2 separate regions of the Sus scrofa genome follow, and region 2 is linked to region 1. Evidence: chromatin contacts called from public Hi-C data. All regions are on one chromosome and are shown on one strand. The core of a region is the stretch at or near the end of the contact, and the rest is flanking DNA. Distances in the headings are between cores, read along the strand shown. Region 1 holds the start of TAB1 (TGF-beta activated kinase 1 (MAP3K7) binding protein 1). Region 2 holds the start of SYNGR1 (synaptogyrin 1).

The links. Hi-C and Micro-C count contacts between places; a contact is called where the count stands out from the background.
Region 2: a Hi-C map of liver shows a contact between it and region 1, with 1.7 times the contacts expected there. The contact joins the promoter of SYNGR1 here to the promoter of TAB1 in region 1. A contact is called at or near these places in 1 of 5 promoter capture datasets (liver) and 2 of 47 Hi-C or Micro-C datasets (liver and skeletal muscle).

What each region holds. Positions count from the first base shown.
Region 1 is chr5:8,851,371-8,854,258 of Sscrofa11.1, forward strand. TAB1 (TGF-beta activated kinase 1 (MAP3K7) binding protein 1) reads right to left here and starts at 1,406. Exons shown (of 11, transcript NM_001244067.1): 1 at 1,318-1,406. The coding sequence starts at 1,350.
Region 2 is chr5:8,900,526-8,903,566 of Sscrofa11.1, forward strand. SYNGR1 (synaptogyrin 1) reads right to left here and starts at 1,665. Exons shown (of 4, transcript NM_001244066.1): 1 at 1,547-1,665. The coding sequence starts at 1,645.

The DNA of each region.
Region 1 (2,888 bases), core at 156-2,655:
TAGTAAAATAAAGGGGCAGTCAGAGAAGTGGAGGGGAAGAGAGCTAACCCCACCAGGGAAAGCTGGGAATTGCTGTCCTGGAAGAGCAATTTCATCGGGAACCCACATAAAGCCTCTCATTAGTATACAGCCACGAAGGTCACCCCTTTCCCTCCAGTTCTGATGCTTTAAGACCCCCAAGGGCAGGAAGGCCAAGGCCTGCTGCATCTCTGTAAGGCCAAGGCTGAGCACTGGATCTGCTTCAAATGCTTAACTCATTCCTTTACAAAGAAGTTACTGAATGCCTGGCACCTACCAGTGTGGTACATGCTTGGCGACACTATTCATTGTAGATCACACGTCCCTCTCTTCAAGTTCACTTTCCAGTAAAAGAGGCAGACAAGTCCACAGGAAAGAACATCAGATCGCCACATCTAAGAAGGGCCCGGAGGGTCCTGCAACCTGCCCTGGCTGGTCAGAATACTTCCATGGTGCCAACATGTGTGTGTGCATCTATGAGCAGATGTGTCAAAAGGATGCAGGGGCTGGAAGACATCAGTGACAAACCCAGGAGGATTCAGGCCAGGGAGAGGGATGAATTTCAGGACAATCTTCCCACTGCCTGCTTACCTAAAGGATAAGGAAACTGAGGCCAATGGAGGCACAGCTAATTAGAGCCGGGACCAGAACCCAGGCTGCCAGTCACTCCTTTCTAAAGCCTAGAGGTTAAGAAGGTTTCTGGAATCAGAATCACTGATTTCCTAGCTCTGCCACTTACCAGCTGCGTGACCTTGGGCAAATGACCACCTCTCTGTGCCTCAGTTTCCTCATGTGTAAAACAGGAAGAATTACCGTACCTATCTCAAGGGATGATGGGAAAATTAAACTTACAAATGAAAATGTATTGGCACAAAGCGTGGGATTCAATAAGGGATACCCAAGTGGCTGCTGCTGATTATTATCCTCGCACGACCGGCTCAGCGAGCCGGGCTGCCTCGCTACCCCCAGCTTCCTCGGCTGTCGCGCGCCACTGTCCCTGCGGGCTCAAAGCGCTCCCACCCTCGTCGGGCCCTTGACGTTCCCGGCCGCCGCACCGCGAATCCGAGCTCCCCACGGACCGGCAGGCAGCGCGCACGCGCAGGCCTTGCGGGGCCACACGCGCCCCAGGTTGGGAATGAAGGGGGCCGGCCCGGGAAAGGAAAGGATGGCGGCCAGACCCCGCCAAAGACGCAGAGGCGGCCCAAAGGCGGAGAGGGAGCTGCGCCTGCACCCGACAGGCTCCCCCCTCCCTGCCCCGGGCTCCCGACCCCCAGCCCGAAGAGCGGGTCGGTTCCTCACACTCTGCAGCAGACTCCTCCTCTGCGCCGCCATCTTGGAGGGACCCCCGCTGGCGCGCCCGCCTCCCGCAGAGCAGGCGAGAAGGGCGGCTAGAGCGGCCCGGAGCCGGCCGGGAGGACCGCGCTGCCACGGAGCATGCGCCCAGCGCCACCCCAAGGCCGAAGCGGGATGCGGCCGTCGCAAGGCGAGTGCGCAGGCGCGCTTTTCCAGCCTTTATTTTGCAGTAGGTAAAGGTTTTCTGTGTTGTCTCTCGTCCATCTTTCAGCGCCTCCTCCAGGGTTCCTTTCCGGTGGGACTCCTAAGGCCCTGGATTAGGGTGCTTTGTGAGCCCTATGGGAGCGAGGGAGGGCGAATTAGTATTCACTCAATAAATGTTAATTGGGTAACTGTGTCTGGCCCTTTAGGGTGAAGCAGCAAAACCAGACAGGCCCTCAAAAAGCTAACATTTTAATTGGGGAGGACAGCATTTACATGGGTAAGGCGTCTCGAGTGGTGCTGCTTGCTAGGAAGAGAGTTTATGGATGTGGTAGGCAGGTAGCGGGCCTCAAGGAGAGCGGGAGGGGACAGCTAGCGCACAGGGCACGAGGAAAGGGAGCAGGGTGGGTTCAGGAAGCCCGCGTGTCACAGAAGGCCCTGCTGCTGGAACAGAGATGGAGGAAAGAGTGAGGTGAAGGGGGTAGAGGGCAGGCTCTGATCTTGCCGCCCCAGGCAGGAGTTGGGCTATTCATCTGGAGGACAAAGGAGAGTTGACTTCTGAGCAAGCTATTGACATCATTCTGTTGGTAGAAAGATCCCTTTGACTACTGTGTACAAAATTGGTGTTCAGAAGAGGCTTGGAGGAGGGACAGGAAGACCAATTAGGAGATTCTTGTTCTAGATCTAGGCAGTGGGTGAGTTTTATTTAGGAGATGAAATTGTCAGGGTGTGATCATGGATTGCTTGTGGAGGGTGCCGGGAAGAGATGTGTCAAAGTTTCTTCCAGATTTCCTTTTTTTTTTTTTTTTTTGGCCACGACATGTGGAATTTCCAGACCAGGGATCAAACCCACACCACATCTGTGACAACACTAGATCCTTAACCTGCCGAGACACCAGGGAACTCCAAAGATTCTTCTGGATTTCTAGCAAGACCAGCTAGGTTTGAGGATAGGGAGAAATTTCCATTTGGACATGTTGAGTTTGAGGTGCTTCTGAGATGTGTAAGAAAAAAAGTCCGGGAGTTCCCGTCATGGCTCTGTGGTTAACGAATCCGACTGGGAACCATGAGGTTGCGGGTTCAATCCCTGGCCTTGCTCAGTGGGTTAAGGATCTGGCGTTGCCGTGAGCTGTGGTGTTGGTTGCAGATGCGGCTCGGATCCCGCGTTGCTGTGGCTGTGGTGTAGGCTGGTGGCTATAGCTCCGATTAGACCCCTAGCCTGGGAACCTCCATGTGCCACGGGAGGGGCCCTAGAAAAAGGCAAAAAGACAAAAACAAACAAACAAAAAATCACTCCCTCAGTCATTTTTTTTCTCGCTGCACCCACAGCACGCGGAAGTTTCCTGGGCCAGGGATCAAGCCACAGCAGTGGCAAT
Region 2 (3,041 bases), core at 415-2,914, 49 kb after region 1:
TCACCCTCCGGGGCCAGTGGCCCAGGGGCCGGCAAAGGGGAGCAGAGCACAGAGCCAGCCCACCTGACCAGGCAGGTAGCTCTACCTTTGCCAAGAACCTGCCAGGGTCTCTGGGGAGCTAGAGACACCAAAGATGAATGAATTGAGCGCTACAAACCCTCCCGGATGTACCCAAGGTGCCAGGCCCTGTGCCAGCCCTGGGGACCCAAAGACTAAAGAACAGGGCTTCCCTGAAGCCCTCGAAGGGCTCCCTACCTGGTGGGCACTTGGAGGAAAGGATTTCAATGGGGCCACACTCCCTGTGGCACATAAAGGGAAGGTAGCTCCCCTCTTCCTCGGGGAGGTGGGAGATAAACATCCAAGCTGTCCCACCCATCACACCCTAATACGGGCCTGGAAACCCAGGAAGTGAGGGAGCTTCAGCACCCCACCAAACACAGCTGGCTTCACGCATAGCCTCCTGGGGTGGCCGATGGTACCCCTGCCCAGTGTCCCTTATCCAGGACCCAGGCCTGTAGGGGCAAGACCCTCTATTGAGGGTGTCTGGGCAATGGCCAGCCAGCCTAGGGAGCCCCAGGTACCCCTCCCCAGGCAGCAGCCAGCCTCCTTCCCCTGGGGTGCAGCCCAGGCCCTGTGAAACCCCTCACCCCCTGTGCTGACTGCTCGCGCCTCCTCTCCCAACCCCAGGTTTGAACAGGGATCCTACTCAGTACTGGGGGGGTTGGGGGCAATTCTGCCTGAACCGACCCCTCAGCTCCGCACTGTGGGCAGGGGACCCTTCTCCTGGGCCCCTCCCTCCTCTGGCATCTAGATTTTGACACGGATTCCCAAAATAGCAGAGCCCAAGGAGGTCCCAAGGAGGCTCCTCCCACCGCTCTACAGCTCGGGAAACTGAGGCAAGCGAAAGGAGATGACGCGCTGCCCACCTCGCAATTTAACTCCTCGTTTCCCGTGAACATTTCTCGGGTGGTTTCCAGCCCAAGGTCACGCTGCGGAGAGGCAGTTCCCGGGCAGAAGCCAGGTATCCAGCTGCCGCCGCATCGCCCCACACGGTCCTGGCTAAGCCACGAAAACCCGGTTTCCTGCCCTCTCCTCCCTGAACGCCCCTGGCAAGCACGCGTGTACCCCCCGAGAGACGATCACGCCCTGATCCACCCCCCGAAAAATGCCACCCGAGACCAGGGTTTCGTCCCCACTGTCGCCGGTCCGCCCGGGCGGCCGCGCGCTACCAGAGCAACCAGAGCCGCGAGGTGCCTGGTCGCGGCCTGGAGGTCACGGCGCTGGGGGGCGCGCACGATGGGGGGACACAGGGAAGACAGGGCTCGGGGAGCAGGAGCGGGCACCCCCGGCGAGTGCCTGGACCCCCGCGCGGGCCCGGAAAGGAGATAGGAGTGGGCGCCAGTACCCCGGCGCGACGGCTCCCTGCCCGCGGCCGCGCCCCTGTCCCGCAGTCGGTGGGGTCGGGGTCTGTCCGGGCGCGCCGCCCTTCCCAGCGCCCGCACCCCGCCCCACCCCCGGCCTGGCCGGGCCGCCCAGCCGTCCTTACCCAGGACACGACGCGCAGGATGGTGTGCGGCTGCCGGACCAGGGTGTAGGGGTCGAAGGCGCCCCCGGCTTTGCCCGCTCCGTAAGCACCCCCTTCCATCGTGGCTGCACCCGCGCGGTGCCCCCCGCTCGGCGCGCGCCGCCGACCGGTGCGCGTGCGCGGCCCCCCCCCACCGCGTCCCCTGCTGGGCGACTGGCGCGGCCGAGGGCTCCACGAGGGGGCGTCGTGCGCGGAGGGCGCGTGGCCGGCGCGGCGCGGCGCGGACGGGGGGAGGGGCGGGGGCCGCGCGCGCCCTCGATCGCGGGGGCGCGGTTGCTGCGGACCCGGTCCAGGGCGCTCTTGTTTCTTGCGCGGTGACCTCTTTGCTAAGTGGGGGCGGCGGGGGCGAGGGGGGCCGAGGTGTGTGCAGAGGGCTATGTGCAGCCAATGCAGGACGTGTCCACGGTCCGGGGGCGGCCAGTCTACCCGTGCCTTGTTTCCTGTTGCTCTGTCTGTCCCCAATTATAGGGAGCGGGGTGGGGGGGGCGAGTTTATCATCCTCCTCACGGGGTGCTTGGCACACAGCAGAGGCCGCAGGAAGATTTCTGGAATGAATGAACCACGAAGGAATAACCCTCTTCTCAGAGCCTTCTAAAGCGCAGCTCCCCCCGCCCCCAGGACCTTTCCACCTGGCTTTCACACTGACGTCATGTGGTCCCCGCATCTGCTCACCCCCACCTCCAGCCCGCAGGGCCCGAGACACCTGGGAGAGGCTGAGGCCGAGGAAGGGCAATAAATTCTTCAAGAGACCACCCCCATCCCCGTCCCCTCCCACCGCCATTCCCTCCCCCTCCCCTCCCCTCCCCTCCCCCAACCCCCAGCACAACACCCTTTTCCTTAATCCAGTAATTATGGCATTATTTGTTCATTATCTTTGTCTGCTAGTCTTTGGATGTTATCTACCTTGTTCACTGCAGTAGCCGAGGGCCGGGCACGCAGCAGGTGCTCAATAACAAATCCTCGTCCCCATCACCCCCATCACCCCCTCAAAGCTTGGCCTAAGAGCTCCAGGTTTTGTGGAAACTGAGGCTGGCTGGAGGAGTGTTCGCCACAGTGGGACTAACACCTTCCAGGTCTGGCTCTTACGATGACCTGGAGTTCTCGGGGCCTCTCTCTGTGTCTCCACTGGTTCCAGGAGGGTTGAACAACGGTATCTCTAGAGGCCTTTGCAGCCCTGGTGATGACAGAGCATCCGGCATTCTGTCATCATGACAGGACACTAGATCACCAGGTCCTTAATGAGTGGGTGTGAGGACACCCCTTTTTTTTTTTAAATTTTTTTTTCAGGGCTGCACCTGAGGCATATTGGAGGTTCCCAATAGGGAACCTACCATACGCCACAGCCACAGCAACGCAGGATCCCAGCTGGGTCTGCGACCTACACCAGAGCTCATGGCAACAATGGAACCTTAACCCATTGAGCAAGGCCAGACATCGAACCCGCAACCTCATGATT